2 separate regions of the Mus musculus genome follow, and region 1 is linked to region 2. A link is a contact called in public ChIA-PET data. All regions are on one chromosome and are shown on one strand. The core of a region is the stretch at or near the end of the contact, and the rest is flanking DNA. Distances in the headings are between cores, read along the strand shown.

Region 1 (5,236 bases), core at 2,301-4,800, 84 kb after region 2:
AAGGGCTACTTAAGTGTGTGCTCCTTCCCACCAAACAGCGCTCGCTCTGCCCATTCCTCTCTTTAACGCTGACTTCCCTACTCTCCCTCTTCTGAGGGCGTCTCTCTTAAGCCTCATGGAAGCCTGTATTAAAATATCTTTAACAAAAATGTCAGCCATAACTCACTGTGTAAACTGGTCCTGGGATTCTTTTCAGCCTCCAAGCCATGAATCCTGTTTTGTTCTGAGCAGAGGCTCTACAAGTCCAAGGGGGCTCCTGAGCCTGATGAAGGCAGCAGCACGGAACTGAACCTCTGTCCTCTCATCACTGACAAAATGACCTTGAATAAAAATTCTGAGTACTTTGGAAGTAATCTTGTCAATGGAGAGAAAACTGATTTTACAATTGCCAGTGTTCTTAACCACAGTGGAAAACAATACAGCCAGGTAAGAAGAAGCCTTGCACTCACGGCCTTATCTGTCCGTTTCCCCCAACTCTCGAGAATGACATGGAGAGGGCTTCTCGAAAGGCACACACAACGACAAAGAGCCGCGAATAATAAAATTTTCCTGACTGGAAATCAGTAACTGGTCTTGCAGCAATGAAAACAGTTCAAGTGGACAACTGCACACCTCCCTCCAGCTATCAGAGTATTGAAATAATGTACCCCAAAGAACTACAAATCCCCAGGAACCTCATGCCAGGAGGATAAGGCAGCCGTGCCAGCCAGAGAAAGAACTTGTCTGCCAGGAAGATGGTTACACGGTGCTGACAACCTGCTACATGTCCTTGCAGGAGCCTGAAGCCCAGAGAGTGGTGCTGGGTGTGACAGCAGTGTGCAAGACTGCTCTCCGACATCAGTCTCCTGCCTCGGATTAAGCCTAAAGCTCAGTGCAATACCCAGACTGCCTTGTTCCTAGTTATTCCTCCCCCTAAAGCAGCACACTGGACTAATCTCCCTCTGCAGCTTTTCCCCAATACCTGTTTAATTGCTAAGGAGGAGAGGGCATACTGGGTATTAGGGCTTAGACACTAACAACTACAGTAACCATAGTGTCAATTCACGACTGAGACTCAAGCCTGTGAGAATAACAGCAGACCAGTTTTGCTGAGCTGGAAAAGCTCCTAGATTAACACTCAAACTACCCAGAGGCCCTGCAGGACCAGTGTCTTCTGGGACCATAAGAGGCAGCCAGAAACGAGAGATGGCTCTCATCTCTCTGCCTACTGACAGACTGTGGTGGAATAAGCAAATTCTTTTTAGTCTTTGTGCCATGTTCCTAGCAGAGAGCTCCTAAGCCCCTGGGATTTCCTTTGTGTAAGAAGTGGCTTCTCCCACACAGTCTGCCCCTTTCCACAGCTTCTGAATTGTGCTGCCAGGGTCCTTAGGGCAGAACCCTAGACAGCCTCAGAGGGAGCCAGAAAGACCAAGACAGTAGAGGGTGGGAACTTCCCTCCACCCATGTCCAGGAAGGGGTGGGAGGAGCTGGGGATCCTCCTGCATCACAGGTGCATGATCCACACCCAGATTTGCATGTGGCGCTTACAAAGCAAGCACTTTCCCAGTGGACCCATTTCTCCATCCCTGTCACTCCACTTTCTAACTAGATCTTAAATATGAACAGCCGAAGGCTCCGGTTATGCAAAACCCCTAATATCAAAATCAGAAAACAGCAAGTAGAAAGAATTCAAAAGAAACAAATTCTACAAAGCAATGAAATCTTGGGGGGAAACTGGAAGTTATTCCTCAGTGTTACAGGAAGATAAATCACCATGGCTATGAAACAAAAAACAAGACACCAAGAAAAATGTACAGTTGGGTAGTTAAAAGAGAGCTAGTTACAGTTAACACTGAGACAGCCAAAATATTTACTTAAATAAACAACAAGCCAACAGCAGAAGAGCTCAGTCTCTTGGTCAGTAAAAAAATGTGGACTACAATTATGGTACGTGGTGTGTCCCTTAGCCCGACAATGAGTAAAACGAAAAGGACTCTGACACTCTTGGAGGTGAGCTACCCTGTCAAAAGGATACTCCTACAACTCCAAGAAGAGGAACCAAGGCTTCCTACCCACAGCCACAAGAGTGAGTCACTCTGGAAAATGAGTCTTCAGGTAACTCTAGTCCCTGCTGACAGGAACAGGATCAATACTTTGCTCTGAAATTCCTGACCAACAAAAGATATGGCAGCAATCTTCAACAGCTAAGCACGATACCCTTCAACTCAGATTCCAACTCCAGACATCACCAAACAGAAGCATGTGTCTGTCCACAGCACAAGAGGTACAGGGGGCCATAGAAACTGGAGGAGTGTGGTGTCTTGACTTGCCACAATACTACACTACTAACGACGAGACTGACTAGAGCTACATTGGGCACCAAGGAAACAGCTAAACAAAGGACAGAAACAAACCAGACACAGCCTGTGCTTCACTATGTGTGGCTCAAACTGACAAACTAAACTGGGGTATTAAGTCAGGATCGTGTTGAAGAAGTAGCAACTGGGGGGGCAGCAAAAACGGGGCTTTCCAGGGGCAGGTGAGGCTTTACCTTGTCACACAGAAGGTGCTGAGTGAGGAAGACAGCTCTACTTTGAACCATATATTAAAAATTCAAAATAGAGCATAAACCCAAATGGCAAACCTAAAATAAAATTTCTAGAAGAAACCTACATAGGTCAGAGATTTCTCAAATACGCACAACATAGGAAGATTTTTCCAAAGAGTACACAGCATAGGCTATTTATAAACTGGTAGATTTTATTTCATTAGAGTATTTAACTACACTCTTCAAAGGTCACTATTATAAAAATCAACAGAGATAAACTTGGGGAAGTATCTGCTAAATGCACACCTAAAGAACTGGTATGAGAATACAAAGAACTCTCAAAGAACTCTTATAATAATAAGAAAGTCACAAATCTAAGTACAGGTGCACGGAGAGACTTGAAAATACACGAACAGCAGCTGAGCACATAAAAAGCAGCCAATGCCAGGCCTGATGGCACACGCCTTTAATCCCAGCACCTAGAAGACAGAGGCAGGTGGATTTCTGTACCTAGTCTACAAAGCAAGTCCAGGACAGCCAGCTAGACTACACAGGGAAACCCTCTCTAGTGGTTGGGGTCGGAGGAGCAGCTCAATACAGCACTGGATTAGGGAGATATAAATTAAAACATGGACACAACAAATACAGCATTATAATGTGTGTGTGTGTGTATGTGCGTGTGTGTGTGTGTAGATATCTGTATCTATATATCTGTATATCCATATATACTGATAGATAGATAGATAGATAGATAGATTGGTTTTTTTTTTTTACATAGATATGATCCACGGACTGAAGAGATGGCTCAGTGGTTAAGACCACTGGCTGCTCTTTCAGAGAACCTGGGTTCTGTTCTCAGTATCCACACAGTGGCTCACAACTGTCTACAACTCTAGTTCCAGAGGACATGATGCCCTCTTCTGGCCTCCACACGTGTGCTTGAATAACTGCAATGCACAGAACACGGAGATGGGCCCCTCCTCACCCTGGAGCAGTTCTAAAAACTGATTAGAACTCACTTTTCAAAGACCAATTCACCATAAAACATTAGCACATCTTCTAGGTTGTTTTCTCAGTTAAAGCACGCAGTGGAATAAAAATCACTTTCATGAATCAACTTCCTGTTCCTTATTTTTATCCTTCCTTAGAACTCACGTGCACATTTGCACCGCCAGCCATCAAGTCCCCCAACGCGTAGTTTCCTACTTCCTTCCTCTGAGCTCTGAGAATATTTACTTATTGTTGACAACTACACCATTTGTCGAAGGAATGACAAGATAAGGACTGAGCTTCCACCTTATCTGCACTCAATACTAGCCACAGACACGACATGGGAAGACAACTGCTAAAGCGTGTGCTGTAGGGTAGTGGCATTCATATCCACTACATAGTAGGACTACTTTCCTATCAACATTTACCCAACAATTCTGATAAAAATACGGTTTGTGGCTCACACAAAACAGTTATTCAACAGGATCACTAAATCCCCTTACAAAAAAAGAACAACCCGCCTTCCCCTTTCCTTAACTTTCAGATATCGGTAAGAATTCTTCCTTAAGTTCCGTATTAGAGCCAGGCTGCCCTGCATGACAACTTGCTACACAGTTAAATGTGATGTTTGGAGCTCAGGAATAGGCTCAGTGGGTAACAGTGCTAGATGCACAAACAACAGGACCAGAATTCAAATCTCCAGCCGTCACGTACAAGCTGGGGGTGGCTCTGCATACCCATCACCCAGCACTGTGCAAAACAGACAGGAGGACCTCTGGGTCCTGATGGCTGCCAGTTTACATGCAGGTTCTGTGAAAGACTCTGTCACAAGGGAATGAGGTGGGGATTCACACACAAAAAGTGTTCCTATGGTTTGAAATACGCTTTACTGTACTGTTTAGGAAAAAATAAATGCGAGTAGATAATAGTAATTCGTAACTCTCACTTGGGCCTAGGAGCTTCAGAGACAGGAAGACAACTGTCAAAGCTGGTTCTGGATGCTCCCAGCCACCCTCTTACCAGTTTTACTGAAAGAATATGTTATCACTTAGTAACATTTCAGCTCTTTTAATAACACTCAAGCCTCATTTAATAACAATTTTAAGTAGAATTACAGGTTTTACCAAGTTCCAATACCGCCATCTAGTGGCTCCAGGTGTGACTACAGGCAGAGCTTAAAAACTGCCACTTTAGGTTACTAATTTATCACTAATATGCAAACTTACACCATCTAATAAACCTAGGTAAGAATATCTAGGTGTTTATTCAAATTCAGTGAACTTCTGACATCTGACTTCAAGAGTATTTTAAACGCATATCTTTATCAACTCATTTTTTTTCTTTCTTTTTTTTTTTCTATTTCTTTTTTGTTTTCTTCTTTTCTGTTTGTTTTTTGAGACAGGGTTTCTGTGTTGCCTTGGCTGTCCTGGGACCAGCTCACTGCACCAGGTTAGCCTCAAACTCATGGAGATCCGCCTGCCCCTGCCCCTGCCCCTGCCCCTGCCCCCACCTCTGCCTCCCATGTGCTAGGATTAAAGGCCTGTGCCACCATGCCTGGCCTTGCAACTCACCTCTTAATGTCAGGATTCTCTCACTCTGTTCATATTTATCAAGGTTTTCTACAAGTGTGTACTTTTCAAATTTTAAAAATCATCTTTGCTCACAGGAAAGGAATCAATCCCCCCGATGACACAGAAATATTGTCTCCGGCTTTTTGCA
Region 2 (4,761 bases), core at 1,900-4,399:
AAGACACCCAAGGCCCTGCTCTCCCCCCAGGGACAAGATATTCTAGGGCCTGCTCTGCCATAGGGATAAGACACCCTAGGACCTGATCTCCCAGTGATCTGCTCCTTCTGATTAGATCCTACTTCCTGAAGAAAGCCTACGAACAGTGCTATCAGCTAGGTAACTAAAGCTTTAATGCATGAGCTTGCACTAGAATTTCACATTAAACTGTTAACACTGTGTCTCTGGACCCCAATCCTTTCTCAGTTTGTGTCATCTGAAAACATGGTACCCAAGGCAGTGTGCAACTCCATGGGTGTGTGCTGGTAGGTGTGTGTGTGTTATATCTGCGCACATGGATATGAATATATACACACTTATGTAGAGAGCTATGACGTGTGAACTGGTTAGCAGGAGTCTGCTAAAAACTTGATAGTTTTCACCTGCCATACTCAGGAGAGTTCTCAAGTCCTACAGTGACCTTGTAGGTAAAAGGACGGCACATAGCTCTGCCTGTTTTCCAGCCAACTCAAAGGAGTTAGTTCTAAATGCCATCAATCATCCCTCTCAAACTTGTATCTCCCCTAAGTAGGCTTAGCAAACCTGCAAACTTCATTTGAATCATTACTGATGACAGTTTTTAGACACACCAGATCAAAGATAGAGCTCTGAGCCCATGAGAAAGTTCTCTCTGCTCAGTGGGTAATCAGCTTACCCAGTGAAAAGCCCAGGTCAGCTCAGTACTATTATCTACTCCATAGGCTGGTGCTCTGTCTCCACAGAGATGTAAATTCACAGATGTAAATTCAGTGACATCTTGTGTCAACAGGGCTATTTTGGTTTTCTCAGACTGCAAAGATTTTTCTGACATCTACAAGTCATGTGGTGCTAATCTGGTTTACATTGCCAGACACCAAAATACCAAACTTGCCATTTAATTTTTTGGAATTGCCTTTCTCCTTTCTGTTGGGACCATTTTACAGTGAGCATACTCTTACCCTTTACCCTTACCCTTTCAAGCTCCCATCAGCCTAAGTGTCAAGGGGTTGGGAGGTTTGCCAGACACAAATCATAAGGAGGGAAAAATCTGCCTGATGAAAGCAGTCTGACTAGTTATTTTCACCTTGGGTTCCAATCGTAAGGTGGCTCTCTGCAGTTATCCTGGCTGAGGAGCACTGTCTCTGGACCAGTCAGTAGTTGGACGGGTCCACTTCCTGCTGAGTGTTGCGTGTGAGCATATTTCAGGGTCTCCAGCCAGTCTGTCCCTTCCTATCCTTGCTGCCTCCCTGCACACTTCACGCAGAGTTGTAGCTCACTTTCATTTTGAGCCTGACCAGGAGCAGGTCTATATGCTGTCAACAGGCAGCAGTCTCAGGGACTGGTAAGTCATAGCTGGAGCTGAGAGCCAGCAGAGATGTCTGGCTACCACTGTAACAATGGTCCGTGATCTTTCCCTGCACTAATGACACGCGTGGGTTCCAGAAGACACAAGGACAGGTGGCACAGACCTCACTGGGCCCTCGGGTTTGGAATGGCCGAGTGGCCCTGAAGGCAAGGTCTGTCAGGAGCATGAACACCTTCTTTGTGCACAATCGCTGTGATCACTCCTTCTCAGACATGAATGACCACATGTCCACCACTGGCTTGACAATGAGTCAGGTCTTCACAGGTCTTCTCTGAAGAGTCTTCTATTGCTGAAAGTGAGCAACAGGTCTGGCACTTCAGCCACCCAGTGCCACTGGTCAGAGCTGGCTTCTATATTTATGTATTTTTCAGGGCTGAGAAGACAAGTGTGTGTTTACTGCTGACTGGCCTGGTATAGGCTTATCAGAGAGTCTGTGAAGGACCTGCCCTATGGAGCTATGGTAAAGGGAATGGTCGGGAATCCACCAGCTCCAATTTCCCACATAGCTGATGACCTTGTGTGTTACACAAGGACAATGTCTGGGACAATTTCTCCCCATCTAAAAGAGAGCCTGACATACACAGTAGCCCAAACTGAGGTTAGGCGGTCAGGCTCAGTGATGTGAGCTCCTTAAGGAAGTGGCTCAGTTTCCCAGCTGAGGCAGAGCCACCAGCAGGCCACAGAGCTGCATCCCATCATTACCAGATGCCAGGTTGACAGCAATTTGTATGGGAAACTTATGAAATGCCCCATGGAGTTTTCTAAAAAGCCGTTCCTTTAATCCTTGCTGCCCCCCCCCAGCCCACTGGGTACCTTCCTCCTGACCCACAGAGGGAACTGTCTAAACCACTGTGGAGTGTCAGCTTAGAGCACAGTGAGGCGTCCAGTCCAATGTCTAAGCCATCTTTTGCTCAGGTTTGCTTAGAATCCAACCATGGGTGATTACTGTCCCACGAGAGAGACTGTTCTGCTTGCTCTGCTCTGTCTGTCTGTCTGTCTAATTCTGAGACAAGGTTTCATAGCATAGCCCTGGCTGTATTAAACTATGTAGTCCAAGCAGGCTTCAAACTTGTGGCAATCCTTGTACCTCAGCCTCCTGAGTTCTGGGGTTACAGGTACCAGAGAAAACACCAGCTCCTTTGTAGTCTTTCACAACTATTTATTCAGTCATTAAAGTTCCCCAAGTGGAATATCCAATGGTTCTTTTCTGTGGCCGAAGTGAGGGCCTGAGACCACAGAATCTACAGGGCACCAGGGGGAGCCTCCCTCTTTCTTCCTCCCTGGGTTGGGTGTGCATTTGTGCTAGTGTCCAGTCCTCTCCCACCATGGGAGCCAGCCGACTAACTCAGTCAGCTGCCTTTCATCACGGCCCACCATAGGCGTCAGGAGCCTTACTCAGCCTCCTGTGACATGGTGAATGAAGCCAGTGGCTGGCTGACCAGAGGAAGGGAACATGGATGGAAAGAGACACGGTCACTGTCAGCTGACAACAGGTGGACTGTACTTTTCCCTCCCATGTGTTCTTCAAAAAACAGACCACACCTCGAGGGAGGAAACCGGCACACAGAGACACAGTTCTTTCCTCGTTTTCCTCGTTTTTAAATACTTTTTTTAAGTATCTCTGATGACCTGTACACTTCTACCTGCCTCGAGGTAACTTTCACTCCAAGAAGCTAGCAAAATGGCGCCTTTGTTCTCCACTCCTGACTCACCTCCCCTGTGCTACACATCAAAGACAGACACTCATCCCAAGGATTCGCAGCGGCACCTTCAGTGACAACTGCTGCTTTGCTCAACAAAGACTGTGGTTTCTTTAACTTCCCTCTAGTTACGAGTGTCAAAAACAAATGGTATTTTGGGTTTTTAACTTCCCGAATTCTGATGTTCATAGATGGAGATGCCCACCCCACCTCACAGAGATGGCGGCCCCACCCCATCCATAGCTGGACTGCCCTTCCGTGCTAGGTCACATGCACACTTGGATGTGAATGGCAGGGCCAGCGCTGCTCTGCCTCTCTATCGTGAGCGTGAGCAGGACGGTTGGCTGTTCCTGCGGGCTCCCCTCCCCCAGTGCTGCTGCTGGACTGCCCCTGTGGGAAGAGCAGCTCTTGTCTTCCTGATCTGATCCTCTCACCTCCTGGTTAACGGGGGCTCTACTGTTTACATGCTCAGGAAAGGGCCACCTCCCTGCCTACTCTTCCAGCACCGTTAGGGTTGGGTGGTCCAGCCCAGCGGTAACTGGGCTGACTAAAATGAAGTTAGAAGTGAACAGGAAGAAAGTATAAATCTTATTTATGGTCCAAGATTGTGTACCTTGCCAGGCCCCCTCATAGCATCCCCCTTATAATCTTGCGTGGGGGTTAGAGGACAACTTGTGGGAGTCAGTTCTCTCCTTCCTCCATGAGACTCTCACTCAGGTCATCAGGAAAGGTGACAAACTCCTTCCCCATATTTTTTTTTTTTCTGATTTTTAGCATGAGTGTGGTATCAAAAATACCTGGTCAAGGAAAGACGGTGCTGGCCACGGCACTCATGGCTCACAGCAGCCAGGGCCCCCTTAACATCCCAGGGCAGCGGGGGAGGGACTCACAAACCCAGCCCTAGCTGAGGAACGACTGGCAGGTCACAGCTGCGAGGGAAGAAAGTAAGTCTTCTGTCACGGTGTAAGCAGGAGTCCAGCGCCCATGCTCCGGAACCCCCGCCCCGCCCATGCTTATGCGTGTGGCCTTCATTAAACTCCGTGGATCACTGGGAAAAACCCATGAAAGTGGGACAGGGTAAGAGAAGGAAGACGGGGCTAGGGTGATCCAAATAGTTTATGTACTTTATAAAGCTGTCAAAGAATAAGTAAAAAGTATTAAAAAGAAGAAAATATGGGGGAGGCAGAGGGAAGAGGAAACAGTTCTTGAGATAGACACTTTAGTACATTTGTGTCTGGTTACAAAAAGGACATTATTTGACAGGCTTTATTTATGCTTTGATAAATTCTCATATATATAAGACCATGTTTTCCTTAGTTCAAGTTCCCTTTCCACCACTCTCCAGGCTACAGGGAGCCCCTCCAGGCATCTCTGGGGAGCCTCTCTGATCTATCCACCGTTCAGTTTGCAGCTGCTGCCCACCACTCTTCCCTAGCACGTGTCTTGCTACAACAGGGCTGCTTCTCAGTATTGTGTCCCCCACAGCTTGCCTGCAATAGACAAGCCAGTGTTTGTGGACTTGACTTGGGGCGGGTGCAGTTCTTATCAGAACAGGAAGGAGCTAGACCATCTAGAGGCATGCATGCCCTTCTTCTCTCCCTGAGCTGCTCCAGAGTCCTTCACTTCCCCGTGGTACCCTTTCTCTCTTCCTACATTGCTGTCCAACATCTCAGGGTG

The links. ChIA-PET counts read pairs in DNA pulled down with a chosen protein or histone mark.
Region 1: an RNA polymerase II ChIA-PET map of CD8 T cells shows a contact between it and region 2, with 5 times the contacts expected there. The contact joins two enhancer-like sites. A contact is called at or near these places in 3 of 15 datasets of contacts at CTCF or cohesin (CD8 T cells, the G1E-ER4 cell line and embryonic stem cells), 37 of 484 Hi-C or Micro-C datasets (B cells, CD4 T cells, CD8 T cells and 22 more), 19 of 115 datasets of contacts at active chromatin or transcription factors (CD8 T cells, DN3 thymocytes, the HPC-7 cell line and 11 more) and 4 of 9 other capture datasets (adipose tissue, embryonic stem cells, liver and 1 more).

Annotation. Positions count from the first base shown.
Region 1 is chr14:121,927,980-121,933,215 of GRCm38.p6, reverse strand. The region is part of intron 4 of Ubac2 (ubiquitin associated domain containing 2); the gene reads right to left. It overlaps Gm46485 (a long non-coding RNA gene), which reads right to left. Exons shown (of 2, transcript XR_001781471.2): 2 at 1-5,236. Among named protein-coding and RNA genes, the nearest start is that of Gpr18, 15 kb to the right of the region's middle. Within about 2 kb of position 3,550, at least 101 of the 459 cell types and tissues checked have an H3K27ac peak or open chromatin away from gene starts, as enhancers often do. A contact at or near this core is called in B cells, CD8 T cells, CD8 central memory T cells and 21 more, where this site is marked.
Region 2 is chr14:122,012,284-122,017,044 of GRCm38.p6, reverse strand. All of the region lies in intron 8 of Ubac2 (ubiquitin associated domain containing 2), which reads right to left. Among named protein-coding and RNA genes, the nearest start is that of Gm52103, 16 kb to the left of the region's middle. Within about 2 kb of position 3,149, at least 113 of the 459 cell types and tissues checked have an H3K27ac peak or open chromatin away from gene starts, as enhancers often do. A contact at or near this core is called in B cells, CD8 T cells, CD8 central memory T cells and 21 more, where this site is marked.